5 separate regions of the Zea mays genome follow, and regions 2, 3, 4 and 5 are each linked to region 1. Evidence: chromatin contacts called from public Hi-C data. All regions are on one chromosome and are shown on one strand. The core of a region is the stretch at or near the end of the contact, and the rest is flanking DNA. Distances in the headings are between cores, read along the strand shown.

What was found. A called contact is a pair of places that touch in the nucleus more often than the background predicts.
Region 2: a contact with region 1 is called in a Hi-C map of ear, with 2.5 times the contacts expected there. The contact joins the promoter of LOC100192078 here to the promoter of LOC100281378 in region 1. A contact is called at or near these places in 6 of 25 Hi-C or Micro-C datasets (ear, endosperm, leaf and 1 more).
Region 3: a Hi-C map of ear shows a contact between it and region 1, with 2.2 times the contacts expected there. The contact joins the promoter of LOC103645096 here to the promoter of LOC100281378 in region 1. A contact is called at or near these places in 2 of 25 Hi-C or Micro-C datasets (ear and tassel).
Region 4: a Hi-C map of leaf mesophyll shows a contact between it and region 1, with 2.6 times the contacts expected there. The contact joins the promoter of LOC101202696 here to the promoter of LOC100281378 in region 1. A contact is called at or near these places in 5 of 25 Hi-C or Micro-C datasets (bundle sheath, ear, leaf mesophyll and 2 more).
Region 5: a contact with region 1 is called in a Hi-C map of leaf, with 6 times the contacts expected there. The contact joins the promoter of LOC103640976 here to the promoter of LOC100281378 in region 1. A contact is called at or near these places in 6 of 25 Hi-C or Micro-C datasets (ear, endosperm, leaf and 1 more) and 1 of 3 datasets of contacts at active chromatin or transcription factors (leaf).

Annotation. Positions count from the first base shown.
Region 1 is chr1:184,075,710-184,080,377 of Zm-B73-REFERENCE-NAM-5.0, forward strand. It overlaps LOC100281378, which reads right to left and starts at 2,764. Exons shown (of 4, transcript NM_001154296.2): 1 at 2,394-2,764; 2 at 2,095-2,271; 3 at 1,706-1,944; 4 at 1,174-1,617. The coding sequence starts at 2,705. The coding sequence ends at 1,356. LOC111589236 (epoxide hydrolase A) reads right to left here. Exons shown (of 4, transcript XM_023301309.2): 3 at 4,055-4,293; 4 at 3,581-3,966. The coding sequence ends at 3,705.
Region 2 is chr1:184,576,664-184,581,331 of Zm-B73-REFERENCE-NAM-5.0, forward strand. LOC100192078 (FAD/NAD(P)-binding oxidoreductase family protein) reads left to right here and starts at 2,661. Exons shown (of 15, transcript NM_001137501.1): 1 at 2,661-2,764; 2 at 2,863-3,057; 3 at 3,189-3,302; 4 at 3,410-3,497; 5 at 3,590-3,735; 6 at 3,835-3,936; 7 at 4,220-4,291; 8 at 4,388-4,487. The coding sequence starts at 3,055.
Region 3 is chr1:183,681,372-183,686,039 of Zm-B73-REFERENCE-NAM-5.0, forward strand. It overlaps LOC103645096 (heat shock protein sti1 homolog), which reads right to left and starts at 1,927. Exons shown (of 7, transcript XM_035964155.1): 1 at 1,769-1,927; 2 at 1,585-1,656; 3 at 1-481. It overlaps LOC100283782 (RING finger protein 5), which reads right to left. Exons shown (of 2, transcript NM_001156681.2): 2 at 2,409-3,385. The coding sequence starts at 3,354. The coding sequence ends at 2,629.
Region 4 is chr1:184,475,315-184,479,982 of Zm-B73-REFERENCE-NAM-5.0, forward strand. It overlaps LOC101202696 (acetyl-CoA acetyltransferase, cytosolic 1), which reads left to right and starts at 2,330. Exons shown (of 14, transcript NM_001279386.2): 1 at 2,330-2,481; 2 at 2,626-2,689; 3 at 3,431-3,529; 4 at 3,627-3,800; 5 at 3,928-4,033; 6 at 4,497-4,635. The coding sequence starts at 2,662.
Region 5 is chr1:184,425,318-184,429,985 of Zm-B73-REFERENCE-NAM-5.0, forward strand. LOC103640976 (disease resistance protein RPP13) reads left to right here and starts at 2,758. Exons shown (of 3, transcript XM_008664410.4): 1 at 2,758-3,251; 2 at 4,504-4,649. The coding sequence starts at 2,898.

The DNA.
Region 1 (4,668 bases), core at 1,514-4,013:
CATGGCCTGATTAGCCGTCGGGCCTGACTCGTGCACGAATCAGGGATTGTTTCATGCCAGTGCTTCTAATCCAACCCCACAAGATCTTTTGCATACTGACACACAGAATTGTCCAATTGACTAGACAAGGCCTGCTTTGCTTCAGCTGTCACTGGATCTCGCCGTCGTACTCGTACATACTGCCTCTTGCACGATCGGATTCTCCGGCTGCAAATCCAGGACCAGGACGACAGCTGCTATTAATTCATCTTCCCGATCGACCATCCCTTCAACTTCATCCCAAAGCCACCCCCAAGTACAGTACATACAGCTGAGGTGACAAGTTCAGATTCAGAAAGAACCCCCGTCGTGTACGCAAATTGCATCGACTCAGAAGCTATCTGATGTCGTCCTTCAGTATATTTATAAAATCAAACATCTGTCCACTGAATCCAGAGAAAAGCTGCTAGCTTCAGGCGCCGCAATGGCAAGCGGGCTACGCAGCGGCGAGGCCAAGCCTCGGCGGTTTGATCTCACCATGTCAAGGAGGACGAGGCGGCCAGCGGCAGCAACCGTGGAGCGACTGGGATTCCTCCAGCCGGTGGTGCGGCCGGAGGAGCGACGGAGTCCAGATGGCCGCCCGTTCTGCTTGCCGGGTCATCCGCAGCCCGAGGATGCTCACCAAGAGCACGAGGCGTCAGAACCCTCGACGGAGGAAGAGTGTCAGGACCGTCGTTTCTCGCTGCAGGAGCTGATCGAGGACGAGGCCGTCGACGGCGCCGCCACCGGAGGCACCACGGAAGGGAACACTCCTGCTGCTGGTGTTCGTGAATTTGCACAACTACAAGGAGCTGCAGCAGGCGAGGCAACGCGGCGGGCTGGACAGGTGCCGGCGGGACGGAGGGTGATCGGAATGGTGCGCCGCTACGTGAAGGTCCGGTCCATCAAGCCCAAGCGTGCGTCGCCGTCGGCGGAGAAGTGCGCTTCACCTGTATGCTGACGAGGCTGAACTGTTCCCGTTCGCCTTTTTATGGACTGTGTAAATGAATTGGCTCATCTTGTGCAGTTTTTTTTTTCTCTGTGCGTTTTCCCCGGTTGTGTAAAAGAAAACTTTTGTGCGCTGCAGATGATGTGTTCTGCACTTCTGCTTAGTTGTTCGTTGGCTGGCATGTAAACAATGTTGAGACTTGCGAGTATATGACAGAAGTTTATTCGTTCATAAATAGTTTTACATGCAAGCTCTTTATTTTTTTAATGCAAGCCAACAGACGGCTATCGATCTGAGCTCTCACTTTATTCAATCATAAACCCTCGGATCATTCGGAGGCCATCTTCCTCTCAGGAGTCCGGGACTGGCTGCAAACAATAAATAACAATCACGCTGATCCTCCCTCGCTGGGAAACTTGCCAAGGAAGGAGAGTATTTCCGAATTCACTGTCCCGGCCTCTTCCTGCTGGACGAAATGGTGCCCCTCGATGATCGAAATCTCAAGGTCTGGAACGTTCTCCTTCAGAGCGCCACTCTTGACGTACTTCTCGGTTCCGAAGGACTGCAGGCCGACGTCGTTCTTGCTGAGTATGAATTTCGCAGGCACTGTGATTTTCGATCCACTCCAAGGTGCAGTCAGTCTCCAGTTTCTGCAAATTAAGGCCACATTACACAGTAACAGAGGGGTATCGGTATCTGTATCAGTGCGAGAGGGAGGGCAGACGGTGTGGAAATTACGTTTCAAGCATGCGGTAGTAGTTGAGGGGTCCTGTGAAGCCAGTCTTCTCGAACTTCTCGGCGTACCGTCCCAGTTCTTCGTCTGTCATCCAGGGAATCGGCGAAGAAGGTGCCTGGAGAAAGTCTATGATCTCCACTCCAGGAGGAGCAATCATCTCGTCGATTTTCAAGGCGTAGAACTTCTTTAGGACCGTCGCAACATCGTAGCGAGCAAATGCCCTCTCGGCTCTTCCTGGCTCCTGCAAGCACAGATCACCATTACAAGCGTGTACTGCTTTAGCATGCACTAGCTAGTTGCATTGCATACTGATTTCCATGATGTAGAGAAGATTCAAAAGCCAAAAGAACTAAATAATTGGGCCAGCCAGCGAAAGGAAAGAGATCTCCACCTGGAACTGATTGATGTAGAATCCATCGCCGAGCTTGGCAAATGAGTCCGTCATCGGGCGAGGGCCGCGGGGGAAGTAGGGGATCCCCAGGACAACAGCGGCGCGCACCCGGTCCGGCCGGAACAGGCAGAGGTGCCACGCCACCATCGCGCCCCAGTCGTGCCCAACCACGAACACCTACAGGTCCGCCATCCATCCATGGCAGATTGCCAGATTACGGCGCGCGCAGCGGTTGGGTCACTCACGATCGTGACGTGGAGTGCTAAACAAGAGCGCGGCCGGGGGAAAAAAGGCGGCACCTTTGTGAGTTGGAGGTGGTCAAGGAGCGCGACCAAGTCGCCGACGAGGTGGAGGATGGAGTAGGCGGCGGGGTCGGTGGGCACAGACGAGTCGCCGTAGCCACGGAGGTCGGGAGCCAGCGCGCGGAAGCCGCGGGCGGCGAGCGCGGCCATCTGGTGGCGCCACGAGAGCCAGAGCTCCGGGAAGCCGTGGATGAGGAGGACCGCCGGCGCGTCGGCGGCGCCGCGCTCGGCGACGTGGAGGGAAATGCCGTTGACGTCCGCGGTCCAGTGCCGCACCTGGCCCTCGGCGGCGGCGGCTTCGGCATCCATGCTTTTCGCTGCTCTGCTCGCTTGACGCGCTACCTGCTGCTCAATGGCTGTTCTCACTTCCAGAAATACAAATCATCTCAACCATAAATACTAATCATCTCAACCACCTGGCTCGTTCTGGATCACATGTTCCATAGTGCACGCGTCGATTGCACCTTCTGCCTACAAGACTGCAAGGCTGCAATGACTAGCAGAAGCAACACAAGCACGCAAGCTTTGAGCACCAAGTTTTTTTTTTGTCACGTGCTCTTTTTATTCGTACAAGTAACATCAAGCCAGCAAATGCCTAGCTCACACTTAATTTGGGATGAAAACAAAACAACCCCTATCTTGTTTCGGTTGCCACATTATATCATCGGAAACAGAACCGATTCTAGAATAGTCGGGTACGAAAACGGGAGCGGAATAAACAGGTGTACGAAAATGAATGAGAGCGAAAATATTAAGCAGAAACTCGTAATTTAATATAGACACACATATGATATTGATAACTGACTAGCAAGGCAATAACATAAAACAAATAGATATAAAAAGATAACATTTAATTGTTGTTTGATTATTAGCGGTGTACATATAGCTACGATCGATGTTGTTTGAACTTTTAGACCACTTATTATTGAGGAGAGCCGGTGACTAGAATGACCATTTATGTTATAATATATAACTTTAAAATATGATGCTTTAGTTTGTAAACTAATACATATTGGGTCATCTTGGTTTCTTGAATACGGAATAAATATGGGTTAAATCTAGAAAAAAACGGGATTCCGCAAAAATGGTCGGGATAGATCCTCTCTCGTTTCTGTCCTATTTCTAGATTTTTCCACAAATACGAAAACGGACGGGTCAAATGTGGAAAACAGTACGGACGGGACTTCCATCCCTTTTCAACTCTACTCACACTTTATTCGGCAATTCAAGACCTTTTCAGTTCAGAAAGAAATGGAGTCCCATCGCACATCATTTTTTTTCTGGTCAGGTTCAACTGGGAGCAAAGCATCAAGATGATGCCTCCTGGCTAGTAAACCTGACGAGGTAGGAAATTATCTCCGAATTCACCCTCTCGGCCTGTTCTTGCTGGAGAAAATGGTGGCCTTCAATGACCGCGACTTCAAGATCTGGGACAGTGGACTTGAATTCCCCACTCTTGATGTACTTCTCAACCCCAAAGGACTGGACACCGATGTCCTTATCACCAGCTATGAACTTGACGGGCACTGTAATCTTGGCCTCGTTCCAGGGTGCAAGAAGTCTCCAATTCCTGCAGTTACTCACAACTACATCACATACTACAGTGTGTGTAAGGCAATAACAAGACACAAGGATAGGATACAAGGTGAGGAAATTACGTCTCCCACATGCGGTAGTAGTTGAGGGGTCCAGTGAACCCAGACTTCCGAAACTTTTCGGCGTACTGGCCCAGTTCTTCCTCGCTGAGCCAAGGAAGTGGTGATGGAGATGCCTCGAGAAAGTCTATGATCTCCACTCCAGGAGGAGCAGTGAGTTCATCTATTTCAATGGAGTAGAACTTCTTTAGTACAGTTGCAACATCGTATTGAGCGAATGCGGCTTCAGCTCTTCCGGGCTCCTGCAAATATGAATCTGGAACTTTCAAACAGAGCTCAGCCGTAACCGCAAGAGACAGACCCTGGACTTGAAAGGTTTGAAGCTACTAGAGCAGACCAACTTGGTGTTTGGAAAAAATATTGAAATAACTGGACCTATTTTATTTCCTAAGAAGATGAGCTGCTGCTTCAATTTTGAGAACATAAGGTAAACCTTTGCGTTCAAGAAAAGAGAATATAAGGTAAACCAGGATTCAAAGTGAAATTTTGCATTTCCCCCAATGGCTGAGCTTAAAGAATTCTCTCAAGCATAGGCACAATAATCATATCTAACCAAACACGCACACACCAGCACACCCTTGCACATCATCTTACGTCAAATAAAATCATATTTGGGA
Region 2 (4,668 bases), core at 1,411-3,910, 500 kb after region 1:
ACGCGATGCAGAGAGCGCTCGCGATGGGGAGGTCCGGACGGGAGGGAGGCAAAGATGGCAGGCGTCCGGTGCACGCTCGGAGGAGAACGGGGATGTCGGGGTGTGCAGGTGGGCATGGGTCCGGCGCCTACTTGCGGGAGCGGCGGCGCCGGAGACGGGAAGTGTGGGGCGCGGATGGCGCAGAGTGGGTGGGGTGGAGGCGGGGGCATACACGGGTGTGGACGCCTACACTGCTGTCTTATAGAGTAGTAGTAGATACACACGGTTTTGGTCTCTCTTGTTGCTTGCGTGATTTACTGCTGGAGCTGGGGATCACATGCACACATGTCTGCATGCGTCCAATACCATTTCCCCTAAAAACCGCACCCCCATGCATGAGCGTCTGCGACTGTCATTGCTAGCCTGATCGATCGATCATTATGCACCAGCGCACACGACGACAGCTGATAATATATATTATTTTGAAGACGAACAAACCACTGTATTTATTTTTTTTGCAATTAAATAAACAACCCGGCCGCGTGCTGTTCATGAATGTATCACTTTGCCATCATCAGTACTAGTCATCACAATAATTATTGCATTATCGGATGTACTGCAGCAGCAGTAGGAAGATGTCGAGTCAATCTGTCCGCACCCAAATATAATGGTGGGTCGACGAGATGGCACCGGCTATCTATCTATAGAAAATAAATAAAAAAGCAAAAGAGAACGGTCGGGTGCAATCGTTGCGTGTTTTTTTATATACATTATCTGTTTTTGTTGGACGTCGTTGTGATCGATGATGATGTCTTTTTGAATCAACACAAGTTTTTCCTTAGGGCTATTTATTTTAGGAGCTAAAATACTGGAGAATGTTGGAGGGGCTAAAATAAACCCTTTTTATTAAAATTGAATAAGAAGAGAATTTTAGTCCCTTCAACATTATTCGGTTCTAAACTAGTCTTTAATACACGAGACAAAAGTATGAATCGCGTGCATATCTACGTTGTTGTCCTCACTATTGAATATTGACACCCCGGCTGACCGGCGCCTCAATTCAGTCCGTCCATGCATGTGCCCTGTCAATATGCCGTCGACGTCCGTTATTAATCCTGACAACGACTGAGTTTAGGTTGGGTACAAGCACATAGAGTTCAGTATTATTAAGTGATTAGAAGCAAGCTAAGTAGAGATCGTAATAGATACTATCACAATACATCTCAATCTACTTCAATCTCTCTCGTTCTAGAGTATCTAAACTAGACCTACATCGTTTCACTTTATATCATCCTCCTATATCACACTAAAATTACAAACTATTATTTCTCATATCTATTTATCACACGGTCTCTTTTTTTCTACAACTAACAAATACATGTGTGCACTGAAATCGAGGGAGTAAGTCACCCTGCTTCTGCTGCTACGTACTGTAGCAGCTTGGGTAGAGTGAAACCGCCGAACGCTCTGTCGCCGCCACAGATACTGGACCGGGCGGTGAAGTGAACCGTTGTTCACACACACTCTCAGTATGATATTGATACCCCTGTCTCTGCAAGTGCAAGTAGGCGTGTGAATGAATGGAATTCTGAACCCACACGTATAGTAAGTACGTACGTCGACGTGGGGCAGACGGCTCCAGCCTCCATGCATCAGGCTAACTGACAAATTAAACTGAAAAAGAGGCATGCCTGCCATGCCATGCCATGCTCGCCGGTGATGATAGCGCTAACTGACAAACTGAAAGATGCCTGCGTTGCCTAGCTACCGAAGGAAATGTGAACGCTAGTACGTACGTGCAGTCAGCGCGGCGGGAGTAGTATGTAGTGCAAGCATGGGTGAGCACTGGGAAGACAGCAGCTCCACGCCGCCACTTGAGCTGCTAGATACTTGACCAGATAGTTGTTAAAACGCACAAAGGAACAAAAAAAAGTCTGGATTATTTTTTCCTTAAGAAAGTTAGAATCATTTACGTAATCTTTATTATACTCAGATTCTTCTAACAGTCATATTTTTAGAAAAAACTAGTCAGAGAAAAGTTAAACCAAACATACCCTATATTATTAAGCTCTTGAGCACCATCTTTGTTGCTCCTGCTGCTTTGCCTTTCTGAAAAGATCCAACAGGGAAAGGAACGCCCATCTTTTCTTCTTCTTCCGCCTTCTTTTGTACAAAAAAAAAAGGCGCTCAAGCTAGGCCTGAAACCGGACCAAGTTCAATTCGTTCTCTCCGGTGGGCCACAGACATATATATATATGTGTGTGTTATATATATGCTGTGCTTTCTTGTGGCCAGCAAATCGGCTCATCATGCTGTGATATATACGTTCATATATAGCTTCTTTATTTGAGAAATCTGAACCTACTACATATAGCTGATTCTACTACTTCCGTGCGCTATGCTATCCAAACTAAAATGTGAGGATTTTAAAATCATCGTTCTGGATCTCAGTTGGAATTTATAAAATTCAGCGTACAAATTTCAGTAGAATGGATCTCAAATTGGAAGAAGCAGGCCCGGCCCAATTCCAGAATCATCGTTAACAAGCGGCCAGACTAGATACGAGGGTGGGCCCAGTTATCAAGGTGATTGTGTGAAGTGTAGAGCGCCCACCTCCGTCAGCTGGGCACACGTAGATATAGCAGTAGCAGCAGCGGAGCTGTTCGACGAAATGCCGCCATGGCCGCCGTGTCTCCAGCCTACCCTCACCACCGCTCGCCGCGCCACCGTATTCTCCAGGACGAGATGTCTCTCTTCTACCCCCGCCTCTCCTACCTACGAGCAGGTAAGACCCATGTGCCCTGTCGCCGCTAAGCTCTTTTCATGCCATGATGTCCCCCGCCCGCCGCAGCGTTTGAGCTTGGTGTCATCTCGTCTGTGCAGGGGCAGCACGAGGAGGAGCCATCGTTGGTCGTTGTGGGGGGCGGCGCGGCGGGCGTGTACGCCTCCATAAGGGCCAAGACCCTTGCTCCGCACCTCAACGTCGCGGTTGTGGAGAAAGGCAGGTTCTTGTCCAAGGTCAAGATCTCCGGCGGTGGCCGCTGCAACGTAACCAATGGCCATCACCTTGAGCCCATGGTAACGAGCAATCTCGCGTCATACTCCTATCTTGGTCGCGGTCGGTGCCCACGCCATCATCCGGCCTGTCACTGCCGTTCTCGTGCTGCTGCAAACATATTTAGCAGTGCCCGTTGTTCTGGGGTTTGCAGGGACTGGCGAGAAATTATCCAAGGGGGAACAAGGAGCTCCGAGGATCCTTCTTTACCGCTCACGGTCCGCAGGATACCATGCGCTGGTTCACAGATCACGGTGTAAAGCTTAAGGTAGCCGACTAGTTGCTTCAGGATCTTGTATTCTGTATGCATTCCTCCGCAGCTACTGGTTGCTAATGTTGCTCCCTTCCTCATGTTGGTTGTCATGTCACTGTCAGACGGAGGACGATGGCAGAGTCTTCCCTGTCACTGACAATTCAGCTTCAGTTGTAGACTGTCTACTGAACGAAGCAAGAAGGCTTGGGGGTACCTCTTGCTAATTAATTATTATCTTTCCTGTTGATTTCCCCCTGATGCTGTGGCCACCACTCCCTGACCACTTCAAAACCAAATGGAAGTTTCTCTGCAGGCCGGCAAAACTGTGTCTAGTGCATCTGTTGCTCAAGACGGGAAGTTTGTTCTCAAGGTGGAGAAGCGTACTGCCGATCTTGTTGATTATATCAACGCTAATTACATCTTGGTTGCTACAGGTAGCAGCCAACATGTACGTAAATTCTTTTTTGCCCCTCTCGTTGCAAATTCATATCTTTTCACCATATCATAGGGCAAAATGGTACGCAGTTAACGTCTTGCTTACCTGTAGGGCTATTCAATCGCTGCACAACTCGGTCATTCCATTATTGCACCAGTTCCCAGCTTGTTCACATTTAAAATCGCAGACAAGCGGCTGGCTGATCTCGCCGGGGTATGCATCCACATAAACTGTTTCAAATCCCATGCTAAGAGATAAGAATTACTCTATCCAGTAATAGAATAGTGATAATTTATAAGTCGTGCAGCCAAATTACATGAGTTTCCTCTGTTTACCTGCCTACTAGTATCCATAATTTAATTGCTACTGAGGAGGAACATGATTAAACATCAAGCATGCGTCTTACAGAAGGAAGCCTCACCGCACAGCTGATTTTTGTTCATAACAGGAGTACTGAGCGGCAATGACTTTTACCCCTGTGTTTTCTGCTATGTAGGTTACATTTCCAATAGTCAAAGCAAAACTGAAGCTAGATGGTGTTCAAAAAAGTGTTCCCGAGTTAACTCAGGTGAACATGCCATTTCTTTTCAGCAATTGGCGGGCTCTTAGAGAGGTAGTCAACTGGTTATACACATCGCTTGCAACAAGTGACTTGTCTTTACAGACTGGGCCTATGTTAGTAACACACTGGGGGCTTAGTGGGCCTGTTGTGCTGCGATTGTCGGCATGGGGAGCACGTGAGCTACATCAGTGCAACTACCAAGGTATGGTGCAATTAAAGTATACAGAACTGTCACTAGATTCACAATTGGGGGCAATGGCATCATTATTATATTTTTCTAGTTTTGTAGTCTGTGATCATCATTGTATTCAGTAGATCCAGAACACTCCCTTGCATCTTTCTTTTGTTTAGAGTTCCAGGGAGTCCCTTGCACTTACCGTTAT
Region 3 (4,668 bases), core at 677-3,176, 400 kb before region 1:
CACTTCTAAGTCCATTCCATACACAGACCAACGCAAAGATTATTAATTCACTCCTGTCATAGCAGGTCAAGGAAGCCTATTATGTTGCAACCATATGTATTCCTAACATAACTAAAACATAAGACTTGCCAAAACAGTAATAAGCTTATGCAGAAAATAAGTAAGCAAGCAAAGCAGTCCGACCACATCTTATTGTTTACTTCCCACACAGACCTTGTACTGTCATAAGAACATTCTTGTATGGCATCATATTTTGTGTTACCAGCATTGCATATGTGTATTAGATTACGCTATGGAAGATATAAAATCAAGCAAATCACTATAGTGATGCATGTAACAAGAAGCAAATCTCACTGTGTCAGGAACGTTTGGATTTGCACCAGCTTCCAACAAGCACTTGATAGCTTCAGTCAAACCTTTCTCTGCAGCTCTTGCCAAGGGATTATAAGATAGATCCAAAACCATTCACATTAGCTCCAGCCTACAAAGGTAATTTAAGAAGACAAAGGAATCATACGCTTTCTCCATAAACCGATGACTAACAAAGACATAATTGCAGAGCTAGACCCAGCATCAGTAGGGGGAAATTCGATTGCAGTCGGAATGTAGCAAACAGCTTACTTGAACCAAAAGTTTCAAACAAGACACATAAGAGTGTTTTAATGCCATGCTTAATGGTGTAACTTTATCAATCAAAGCTCGTTGGGCTGCAAGAACCGAAAAATCAATATCAATGCCAAAAGAAAAAAAACGCACTAGAGAAGCAGAGAATTTCAGATGGAAAAAAAACAATAGTATATTATTGAAGTGTATATGTTCCTAATGTCCTACTGTTTGAATTTTAGAACATCATAGCTGCTTATGTCTGGGTGTCCAGTTACCCATATCTTTGATCAGGGTCACACATCAGTAGTTCAGAGAAACTGAGAATACAACCGGGAACAATGTGGGAGAGCAGTGAACCGTGCAGGTTCCAGAGCAAATAAAAATAAGAGTTACAATTAGCACATACATCTGCACCGTGCTCCAATAAAATCTTCACGATACTAGATATCCTCTAAAGGTAGCAATAATCAGTGGGGTCAAGACACTTGATTCCACATCAACACGAACTCCTTTAGAAAGCAAGAATTTGGCTATTTCAGGACGCCCTGAAGAAACATATGAAAAAACAGATGGTCACAGAATGTATAGTAAATAAATGGTTTCTGGGGAATAAGTTTTAAATTTCAATAGCTACAGTGCTACTCCAAATAAAATGCTTTTGTTCGCAGTTCCTTGAAGGGCATACATGGAAACCAATGATTATCCGTACAAGAACTAACAAATTTGTCCATTTCATTTCCGTGCGATGATCAAACCATACGCTGTGATGGCGCAGTGCAATTTGTGATGGAGATGCACCAAGCCATACGCTTGGAATCAGGTAAGTCCCAACACAGCACAAACATCGATCGATCAGTCATCATTGTAAATGATCAAACCCCTTAATCTGACAGTAACACTTCCCCTAACGCAAAAGGCAAAACCCCTGAGCCGTGGCGGAGGGCTGGAGAGGGGGCGTACGCAGCAGGCAGCACGTACCCTTGAGGCGGCGGATGTCGCCGTAGTAGGCGGCCACGAGGAGGCCCGCTGCGGGAGGCCAGTTGTCCCGATCTGCTCGGAGCCAGAACCGCCAATGCAGCACAGCAGCCAGCAGCAGTGAGTGAGACGGGGAGGGTTTAGCGGATTCGGAAGAAAGAGAACAGAAACGAAACACACGACGAACCTTTGCCGAGGACGAGATTGAAGGCGTCGGGCAGCGACACCTCCCGGCGCGGCATCCTCTCTCCTGTTCGGTAGCGGTACGGTTGGCGGAGGCGCGGCGGCCTCGAATCGATCGGAGAAGAGTGGTTGGGCTTTGGAGGTGTGGGGACTGGGGAGTGAAGTGCAGTGGAGGGTTAAAAGGAAGAGACAGGCGGGAGGGCAGCGCGGGCACGAGTGGGAGCTCGACACGTGTGCTCCTCCCCCCACTCTGCCTCTGGAGCAGCAGAGTCAAAGCTATTTTCAGCTTCCGCCGAACCTCAGCCAGTGTTTTAAAAAACCGATTTGATAAAAACTAGCTAAAATTAATATAAATATATATTCGGTTGAGTCGTTATAATATTAAAAATTTATTATTTTCTTTTCTGGATTATGAACCATGTAGACACCTTAATATTCCTTAGTATATAATCTTATCGATACTTAGATTTTCTTTACAACCATATTCTTTCCATTATCAGAAAAACTAATTAAAAAAAGTTGAACCAAATAGAACCAAAGCTGCCACACAGGGAAGAAGGTATCAGATTCATCCTTTCAAATTGGAACCAAATCGCATTTGACATGAAGGTTTTCATTGTTTCTTCACAGCAAACGAATACAGATTACTTCAAACAGAGCCTCCAGATTATTATTCGATAATAATGTATGTTCAAAGACCACAGTATACAATCATGTATCAGCATGTACAACAACAACCCTTCTATCAACACATTGCACCGCTCTGAATAATTCAGTTTCGGTCGTGTTGTCTCTGTCTCTCTCTCTTATTTATTACCAGCAAGGCAGCAACAATATGATGAACACCTACCAACAGGCGACGCCCTAGAACGTGACGAGGCTCGCGATAACCAGAACGCCGACTAGGATGAGCAGCGCCTTAAGGTACACATCCGCCTGCTGCTGCTGGTGCTGCGCGTGCCGAGGAGCTGCAGCTGCGGCGTGGGCATGTGCTCCAGCGTGCCCGCCATGAAAAGCGTGGCCGTGGCCGTACCCGTACGGGAACCCAGCTGGCTGGCCATAGGCCGTGGCGTCCGGGAACCCGTGCACCTGGAAGCTGAGCAGCGGGAACAGCCCACCGAACGCCGCCGAGAAGGTGTAGTTCCCCCAGCGCGCGTTGGCCAGCGGGATGCCTCCGCCGCCGCCGCCCATGAACCACGGGTTCGCCGGGTTGGCGGCGTTGGGGAAGTGGGCGTTGTTGGGGTCCGCCTGCGGAGCCGTGGCCGGCCTCTGCCCAGCCGGACGGCTGGGGATGTCGGCCGCCCCGGGGACGTTCTTGGACCTCGGGTCGACGCGGTCCTTGCCGCGGCCGTACAGGGGCACGAGCTTCTCCTCCTCGACCACGGCCTTGCACACCGGGCACTCGGGCGAGTGCGAGTGGATGCGCAGCCACTTGTAGAGGCACGGCCAGCAGAAGAGGTGCCCGCACAGCGTCACGATCGGCTCCTGCGGCAGCTCGAAGCATATGTTGCACTCGAATCCGCCCCCGGCGTCGGCGCCGCTGCTGCTGCTGCCGCCGCTTGTTGATTCCCCAACATTAGCGGCCGCCATGTCGAGTGCTCTTGGAACTGGAATTACCTACCTGCAGAATGGAAATTGCCACAATTGTCATGCACACAATTGCTCTTGGAAGACTGTGCTGTAATCGAATCGCTTGCAGTGATTTGCAGCTATCATACTCGGCCGTTCTGTTTTTAAGGTGTTAGGCATAGTGCCATGTGTGTGATGTGTTGGTTTTGAATTGGAATACCATCTAGGTGTTGTTTGGTTCAAAAAAATGTAACGCAAATGGTAATGGTAACGGTTTACGATCTATTACTAGTGGTAACAAATTTAAATAGGCTGGTATCAATTTTTAGTGTGGTATGTGATTACGGTTAGACTAAAACAAACATGATTTAACGTTATCAGTTACCCATTACGTTACAAATATATGAACCAAACGGCACCCTATAGAGCCAAAGCTCTTAAAAGCCATCCGGGACATAAACTCCTAGTTAGACTTTTTTAAAAAAAAATCAGACGCTCAGGCAACCAATCAGGAGCATATTTCTTGAAGAATAATTGTTTTCCCCTCTTTTTGTTCTTTGTTTTTTTCCCTGTCGGCACCAACTACTGCTTGCATTACACCAAATGTAGAAGTGTTTCCATGTCCAAAAGGAGTAAAAAAATGCGTGTGTCACATAGGGGCTCGGGCTGCAAGCACATTGGTGTACCGAACAGAACAGAACAGAAATACTGCGTACTTTACTGATGAAACAGGAACATAGCTTTGCTTTGCTTTCAGTCCCCAACCTGAGGTAGTGAGTTTGAGGACTGCATTCAGCTCTAGTTGGCACTCAATGAGCATGATACGCAGTAGCAGCATAACGCAGCACAAACGAATGATGCCGTCTGTTCGTGAGCATGTGGAGGACTGGAGGAAGCAAACGACTACAGTACTAGCATGGTGGAAACGAAAGCTGAAATACCAAGTGATTGTGACTGTGCCTGTAAGTGCGAGTGCTCCGTTGCACCCAGGGAGATCCCCCACCCCCACCCCCCACTTGACATCTATCCAGGGTCTCACATGACAGTCTGCTGACATTCCCCACCGTTTGAAATGCAGCTTGTCCCCAAGCTGCTGGTCTGCTGATCATTCCATGTGTCTCACTGCTCAAAATTGTAAAGAGCATCCCAGTTGCTCTGCGGCTGGTAGAATTCCGTCGAGTCGAGTCATACGATCATGTGCTGCCTGCTTGTGTCAATCCAGATATCATGGAGAAATACATAACTGCATCCGGTCGATGCCCATGGTCCGCCATCTCATGCAACAACGCCATACGTGCCTTTGCAGTCAGAGCAGCTTCACTCATTTGAACTCTC
Region 4 (4,668 bases), core at 1,080-3,579, 400 kb after region 1:
TATGTGCCTGCTACTCTCTGTACTAGCTTGATGTTTTTTGGCTCACAAACTCGTCATATACTCTCGTTGCGTATGATTGACTGTGTGTATTATGTTTTCACCTTATATCATATCACCAGTCTTCTAGCTCTTGTTTCATTAATTTACCTTCTCTTTTATATGAACAAGAATCTTATGATGTGTATGCGCTCACTCTTATTATTATGATACACATTCTTTCTGTCAAAGATTACTGAGTACAATTAACCATTCTTTCTATTGACAGAATCTTCAAAACAAACTACTCTCACAAAACTTGTAGGGTTGTCATCAATCACCAAAAAGGGGGAGATTGAAAGCATCTAGGCCCCTGGTTGGTTTTAGTGATTAATGACAACGTAATATTATATGTGACTAACGTGTGTTTTGCAGAGACAAATGGTAAGTTAGGTCGCATGACAGGTAGAAGTACTACAACGGTGAAAACAATCCCGGAAATAAGAACTCGAAGCGACGGCTAAAACGACGGAACAAAAGGTAAAGGTCTACGGAGTCCGAGTGTCAAGGAGATGTGGACACTCGCGATTTAGTTAGGTCTTTTATTCTCTTTTAGCCGTACTATAAAGAGGGGTTGTCGATGAGTAGTTTGACCAAGAGAGTTCTAGTGTAGTGTTGGTGCACAATCACACTCATATACAGTGCTAGGTGTCACTCTAGAACTCACACACAAGTTAAAGCGAAAACCGATTTGAAAATCAGCTGAAAAACAAGAGATAGGGTTTCTGGCTTAGGGGCACCGGACTGTCCGGTGTGCACCGGACTGTCCGGTGCACCCTCTGCCAGGTGGGGCCAGGCTGGTCCACGGCAGTGTCTTCCCTTCGCAGAAACCCGAGAGCGCAGTGTTCAGAGTTGAATTTTAGTGGCACACCGGACACCGCACCGGACTGTCCGGTGTGCACCGGACAGTGGACTGTTCACTGTCCGGTGCGCCATGAGTCCAACGGCTCTCTGTCAGAACTAGCCGTTGGAAGTGACCGTTGGCGCACCAGTGGCGCACCGTTGGCGCACCGGTGGCGCACCGGACTGTCCGGTGCGCCATCGCTCAGTAAAGTGCCTGTAACGGCTAGTTGGTGGGTGAGGGCTATTTATACCCCCTCCACCCACCATATTTATTGTCTTGCACTCCACATTTATTCCAGCACTTTGGTAGAGCATTGCAAGCACCAAAAGCCTAGTGAGGAGATTAGAGAATCATAATCCGCGCTTGTTCCTCATTAGCGCTAGTGAGAGCCACCTAGAGCACACACCACTTGCATTAGGCTTCTCTTGGTCAAGCGAAAGTCTACGGCTTGTTACTCTTGGTGATCGGCATCACCTAGACGGCTTGGTGGCGTTGGGAGCTCGGTGATCACCGTGAAGATCTTGTTGGTGACCCGACTCAAGTTTGTAAGCGGTCTCGAGGGATCCACCGCGCTGGAGTGGCAAAGGATCATCTCGTAGTGAGCACTTGGTTCTTGCGAGGACCAAGGGGGAGCGATACCCTTGCGCGGGTGCTCCAACGAGGACTAGTGGAGAGTGCCGACTCTTCGATACCTCGGGAAAAATTGGAGGAGTCTTCTAAACTTTGCTTTACATTCCGCACTTAATTCAAGCACTTTATATTGCGCATTTGTTTAGCAAGTATTTGGAGTATTATCTTAGCCTTGTTACATTTCTAGTATTATATTCTTAGTGCTAGTTGTTGGGGTGAAGTTGGGCTCTTGTTTAGCTCTTGCTTAGGTTTTAATTAGTGTTGATTTTTAGAAAAGCCCAATTCACCCCCCTCTTGGGCATTGTGATCCTTTCAAACTCTATCTCCCTTGCTCGCTCAAATCCAATAGACACTATTATTTTTTTATCATCCTCCATCCCTTCCTCGTGACCTTAGCTTCCCCTCCTCGTGTCCCTACTGCTCTCTTTCCCTCACTGGTCGTCGTCACCGTTAACCTCTCTCATGTCACTGCTATCGTCGTCGAGCCCTCCTCTCTCTTATAGCTAGCTTCCCCTCCCCGTGTCCCTACTGCTCTCTTTCCCTCACTGGTCGCCGTCACCGTTAACCTCTCTCGTGTCAGTGCTACCGTCGTCGAGCCCTCCTCTCTCTTATAGCTACTCTTCCAAGGGAAGAAGGAAGACATAAAATTCCAATTAATTTATGTTGACTAGGTAGATCAACTCCCACTTGTCTATTTATTGTCAGAATAAATTAAGTCCATCTATGGTGCCATAATGTGCTTAAAGGCCAATCAATTTCATCGTATCAATTACATGTTTAAAAAAGAATCACCCGGGCCGATCCAGCTCTGGCGAGCCCAACTGCCCGCGTTCCCGTGCCCGTACTAAAAATAAATAACGGACTGCCATCTCCTCGTGCACTCCGCCAACCGCCGCCGCCACTCGCCACTCTCACGTCTCGCCCATCCCGCCACTGCTGCTCTCCAGAGTCCAGGCGACCCAGGCTGCGCGGTGAGCTCATCTCCTCCTCTCGCCCTCTGCTCTTCTCTTGGCGGCCTACCCTACTCGGTCGGGCGCCTGCGTGATCTCTCTTTCTATTGGGACGGATTGATCACGGATCGCTGCTCCATTGTTGTTGCGTTTCTGGATTCGCAGGTCGCTCGGTGTTGTTAGTCCCGACCGCCGCCGGCCATGGCATCCAACGGCATCGCCCCAAGAGGTACTATCACCGTATCGCGTCGCGTCTTCAGTCTTCACTGATAAGCATTCTCATTCACACTTGGCCGGTGTTCGGCGCGTCCATTCTCATTCTAGTTCCAGTCCCAGCCACCGATGACCGATCTGACATGTCGGAGGCGGAATTCCGCTATACTGGGTGGAATTTTGGTTCATGTACCTTGCGAGCTAGTAATTAGTTGCTCTCCATGTAAATCTAGCGCATTTTAATTTCGTCCTGCGGCGCATTGGGGCGCTCTAGGTCCTCCATGCCCGCCCCCTCACCCCCGCGCGCGCTCTTCTCATATCTCATTCTTGTGTATGTGTGCCGGCATCTCTTTGCCGGACAGTTCATAGGGCCTATTGCTAGCTTTTCACGATTTGTTGGCATGCTCTTCGCCAGTTTCTGCGAAATACGTCCACAAGTTCTATTTTTCTCCCTCTTTGGTGGACTGCACAGGTGGGAGTGCCGCACACACTACTTTACTTGGCTCTATGTAGCAAGCTACTGCGTTTACTTTATTGTGTACTATGTTATAGCGCCAATCATAGAACAGGTGGTTCACTAGCAGTGCAGTGTGTGTTTTCCTAGTTCCGTTTGTTTTTCTCTCTTTGTACCTTCGTACCAATAGAAGGATGTATAAGCAACCATGGTTTGTACATTCAGTGTGAAGAAGGTGCATTCTACGTGTTTCTTTAAAGAAAAATCTACATTCAGCAGTCGATAATCTTTTCTTCCTTACAGATGTATGTGTTGTTGGCGTTGCACGCACCCCTTTGGGTGGTTTCCTTGGTGCCTTGTCTTCCTTGCCCGCAACAAAGCTTGGTTCTATAGCAATTGAAGGTGACATCCAAATAATCTTTTTTTCTGAGCTACGAACATTCTGTATCTGTTTCACCCCCAATAACAGCACTGACATGAGCATGGTTGGGGCCGTTAGCTGCTCTGAAAAGAGCAAATGTGGATCCGGCCCTCGTGCAGGAGGTCTTTTTCGGAAACGTCTTGAGTGCTAATTTGGGACAAGCTCCTGCAAGGCAAGCCGCTCTGGGTGCAGGGATACCAAACACTGTTGTTTGCACCACTGTTAACAAAGTCTGCGCATCTGGCATGAAAGGTCTGAAGCTAATTCATCTATCCATGTTTGTATAATTGATCTGCTTGCTGTTCATTGTTTTTTACACATGTGAAGTGTTCAGGTGTGTGTGTATCATCTGACCAATTACTCTCTGCACACTCTGCAGCTACTATGTTCGCCGCACAGTCAATTCAGCTGGGTATCAATGATATTGTTGTGGCAGGTGGCATGGAAAGCATGTCCAATGCCCCAAAGTACATTGCTGAAGCTAGGTATGCAAAGTACTGTCTTGATACATCCAGTGGTGCCGGTGCATTACCAAAGCATATCTTGAGTTATTTCACATATAGGAGCTGTTTACTTATTTAAATTACACTCTCTACACCTGGTTTTATGATTCGAGCATTCACCATCAGCAAAGCAATTCAAAAGACTATATATGTTCTTGGTTAAAACAGATTCCAGCCAGGGTTAACAATTTCGGAAAAGAAAAAAATCGTCCCCCACCGAAAAACAGGATATTTCCAAAATTTCGGAAATTCTAGGTCAAAGTCAAATAATTTAAAAAAAAATAAAACTAAAAATGCTATAATTTATCTTAAACAGTGTCCATTTCGGAAATATATATTTTTTGGATCCCACTGAAATCAAGGAAATTTCGGGAATTTCCGACCGAAATTATGAACCCTGATTCCAACTGCTATAATCTGGAAAATATTCTACATACGAATGCAGGAAAGGGTCTCGTTTTGGACATGACACACTTGTTGATGCCATGCTTAAGGATGGACTTTGGGATGTATACAATGACTGTGCCATGGGAATGTGTGCCGAACTTTGTGCTGACAATCATGCCCTCACAAGAGAAGACCAGGTCTCTCACTGTCTTCTGTTATAATTTTATTCC
Region 5 (4,668 bases), core at 1,508-4,007, 350 kb after region 1:
GCGTTTTGGACCCGCGAGGACCGTCAACCGACTAGTGAATTTGTCGCTGCGTGTCCCTGCCCAGATGGGTTGATGCAAGATGGAAAACAAGCGGGAGGATGAGGCTTATATTATCTTGCACCGGGGTGCTCGTAGTAGGGGTTACAAGCGTCGCGAGAGAGAGAGAGAGAGGGTCTGGCCCTGAGGTGAGCTGTCTGAGTTAGCCTCCTTTGCGTCTCTCCCACTCTGCCTGTCTCTGCTCCCCTTCTCCGCCCCTTAGGAAGGCCCTGGACATCCCCTTTTATAGATACAAGGAGATGGCCCAGCTGTACAATGGGGGTGTAGCTATGTGCTAACGTGGCCGGTGGAGAAGTGCCTGAGCCCTGTATAGGTGCTAACGTGGCCGTCGGAGAAGTGCTTGAGCCCTGTAGAAGCGCAGCTGGCGGTGCGGCATGGATCCTGCTGACATTTCCTTGCTTCCGTAGGGAGCTGAGAACCATCGACGTCATGGACGCACGCGGGGAACCATCATTACCTGTTACTGGAGTAATCTAGATGGGACATCGATCTTGTTCCTTCGTAGCCTGAGACAGCTAGCTAGGGGTAGGGTAATGATGTATCCCTAGTGGCGCGGTCGGTCCGAGGTCGAGGTCGGGCGAGGCGGAGACTTCTGCCGAGGCTGAGGTCGGGCGAGGATGTGACTCCTCCCGAGGTCGAGGCCCGTGGTCGGGCGAGGATGCGACTTCTCCCGAGGCCCGAGGTCGGGCGAGGCGGAGACCTTCTCCCGAGGCCGAGGCTGAGGCCGAGGCCTGAGGTCGGGTGAGGCGGAGCTCCCTGTTGCACCCGAGGCTGAACTCGGGGGAGGTCGTGACTCAGTTTTACCCTGGTGGTTGGCACAGTAGTCGGAACAGGGTGAATAGTGTTGTTTTCCTGTCAGAACGATCAGTAAAGGGGCGAAGTGACTGCGGTCACTTCGACCTTGCCAACTGAGGCGCGCGTGTCAGGATAAGGTGTCAGGCGATCCCCGCATTAAATGTGCATGCGATACGGTCGGTTGGTGAGGCGATTTGGCCAAGGTCGCTGCACGACAAAGTTTGCCCGAGCTTGGCTTCAGGCGAGCCGAGGGTGCGCCCACTACCTGAGGATGCCCTCGGGCGAGGTGTGAATCCGTCCGAGACTACTGTTCTTGCCCGAGGCTGGGCTCGGATGAGATCGCGTCCCTTGGTAGACGAGGCCTTGACTTGAACCGTGCCTATTAGTCTTTACGGTCTGTTTTGAGGATGTTTTTCAGCCATGTTAAGGAGTATTGGGGGTATCCCTAATTACGGTACCCGACAAATACAATCTACTTTATTTTTTGTTCTTTATCGCATTAAGAGTACGAGTAATTTAGACCTAGTTTAGCTTTCTCCCAACCTTAAATCTTCATCCATCTTTGTCGGGTATGGTAATTAGGGGTACCTAGATTACACCCCTAAAATGCGATTAAACCCTAAGAACATTATCAAATTACGTTCCCTGATGTCCCCGAGGTCGAAGGATCAAAAGCCACGCTTCGCCCGAGGTCCCCCTCAAGGGTCTTCACAAACTCCGCCTCGCCCAAGCCTGTTCTCGGACGATGTGTATTCTCGGGACAATCCTTGTCTCGGTCGAGGTCCCCTCACCCCAGAACGACGTTTCCGCCTCGCCCGTGCCCGCCTCGGGCAAGGGAGACAAACCCAGGGGAAGACTTATCTGAAGTCCGTCGGGGGACAGTCGCATTAAATGTGCGTACATACCCCACTCAAGCCTGTATGTGTAAGGACAACAAGACCGCAGTCCTGTCAAAAGATTCATCAACTACGATTACGTGTGCAACCACTGTACACACACGTCGTCTACTAACTCTTGATGGGATGCGCAATACGACAGTGGCGCAGACCAGCCCTCGGGCGCAAACTCCGTCTTGCCGGGGCAGAACTCGCCCTCGGGACAACACTCCGCCTCGCCCGAGCCCGGTCTCATCTACCTGCTCCTGTAGGAGACCACTCCTTCGACTGTGGCGCACGTCTTCGAATCTCAGAACCAGTTCAGTCGTGACCTTGAAGGACTTCTGCCTCGCCCGAGCCCGACTTTGACCTCGATATCCGCAACAGAGAATGCCAACGTCATCAAGTACTGCAGAGCTGACGCACCGCCTAAGAAACTTTTTCCCATACTTAGCACTGTGTCAAACCACTACAGTATGGGCAACTCCTCGCTAGGGGGCTCAGATACGTGACCGAGCTATCGACGTCGGCCTCGGCTCTCAGCAGAAACCAAGCAAGCACAAGTCAACAACAAATACAAGACCATACCACCGATCATACCATATACAGGGATACAAAGACATCTTCCCACAGTGCGCAGCCAAACCCGTCCTCCCGGCAACCCCCTCGGCCTATAAATAGGATAGTATATGGCTTCATGGAGGTAGGGGCACACACTTCACAAATTTTCTCCTCCACATGTTATTGACACTTGCCTCAATCATCTACTTGGACTTGGGATCCTTCCCTCTCGCTTAGTTTGTACTCCCTACTGCAAGCACTTAGGTGCGAGTAATATAAGTTTCATTCCATTCTGCTGGAAGTAGGGTCTCTCCTGGCTTGAACCAGGATAAAAAATTTGTGTCAACTTGCATCACCATTTAGATCATAAGGACACGGCATTATTTCACTAATTGGTTAGGTCGGTAGATCCTAACACTGACACTTTTCGACTAGGAACATCCAGGCTGGTCTGCCTTTCGGTCTCGCCAACACCAACCATATACACCCGCTAAAGTAAATGGCTAAAAATGACTACCCATACTGCCATACACCCGCTAACACCAACCAACCAAACTTTACATCACTGATCACTGTGACAGTTTCAGCCTTTCGGTCCCGGCGACAGCCATGGCGGACGCGGGGGTGACGGGGGTGCTGGCCAAGCTGGGTGAGCTGGCGGCGGAGGAGGCGACGGCGCTGCTGCGCGTGGACGCCGAGATCCGGGCGTTGCGGCGGAAGCTGGCCTACCTGCAGGCGCTCGTACGCGGGGCCGACCGCCAGCGCCGCGGCCGCGCAAGCGAGCTGCTCCTGCTCTGGCTGCGCGAGACCAGAGAGGTTGCTTTCGAGGTTGAGGACGCCGTCGATGAGTTCCACCTCCGCGTCGAGGCCTGCCGCCCCGGGGCCCGGTGGCGCCGGCGCCGCAGATGGTGGTGGGGCTGGCACCGCGACGCCGTCAGCCTCGTCCAGGACCTCGCCACGCAGGTAAGCTCATTCTGGTTTGCTGCGGTTCGGTACCATGACATCTTTTAGCAGGCACCATCGAAACTTGCCTAATTGAACGAAAGTAGAAAAACGGAACTATTCTATTTCTGATCTTGTGGCTTCGCCTCTTTTTTTTCATGTCAACCGATCGTTTTCTGGAATCAGTACCACTTTGCAAGCGAGCTGTGGTAATAGACAAAAATAGGAAAACAGAAAACGAAACTTCGCATCTCCTAAACAAGACATGGCAGTAGTTTTAGAGAGTTTCTATCACTGAACCTCTAGGCTCTAAGCAAATATGTCAATTACAACATTGCTGTAGACGACTCAGGGAGTGTTTGGTTACTAGGGACTAATTTTTAGTCTCTCCATTTTATTTCACTTTAGTCTATAAATTGCTAAATACGGAAACTATAACTCTATTTTAGTTTCCGTATTTGACAATTTAGGAACTAAAGTGGAATAAAATGGAGGGACTAAAAATTAGTTCATAAAACCAAACACCCCTTCAGTATTTTTCCTCGACTACTTATCTATATTCATGTTTAGATGATTTGTTTTGGCGCATTCTTCTTGAAATCCATCAATGCGGAAAAAGAAAAGAAATGCATAATACATGAAGTCTATATGAGGGAAATATATGCTGAGTACGAAATGGGGGTATTTTTTGCCTTCTTGGCGTCCATTCTATGCTCTTATTCAAATATGTCTGTGGCTACTTCATCCAGGACGTAAATTTGTTCTGGAATTAACACTTGCATGGCCAATACCAAACTTTTGATTCTTAGCCTATGGATAACACCCCTAGTCAGTTTCTATGGTCGGACATGCTTAGTGTTCATTGGGTGTCAGCTACTGTTGTTTGACACACCTGTATTTTCTGAGATTCTTGCTCCAGACTCTCCTTTTTCCAATCAGTACATCATTAAAGACCTTCTGATCTTTTGGGCAAATAAATGTGTACTCTCTCCGGTCCAAAATGCAAGTCATTTAAGTCTTGTTAGTCAAACTTTGGCCAAGTTACACCAGATTAGTTTTCTATGAATTATGTTTGGATAGTGCATTTGTTTAGTAATATATTTTTTCTATAAATCTGGTCAAGGTTAAAGAAATTTGACTCTCCTTTTATTTTTGGTTTAAAACCAGGCATTTGCTCCTTTGATTTGGTTTAGTCATCCCTGTAGGTTCATTTGAGGTTCATCACAAATCTCTACACTAATGGTTTGCAAATTAACGTGTCTATGTTGGGCAGTTTTTTGTACGTCATGGGCTGTCAAATCAAATATCTAAGATCAATGAAAGGATTGATGAGCTTAACCAGAACAAGGAAACATATCAAATTGAAAGTTCTCCTTCTGAAATTTGGAGTTCTTCATCGGTTGAAATGGATCCTGAGTGGTACACTACTATCTGGTTT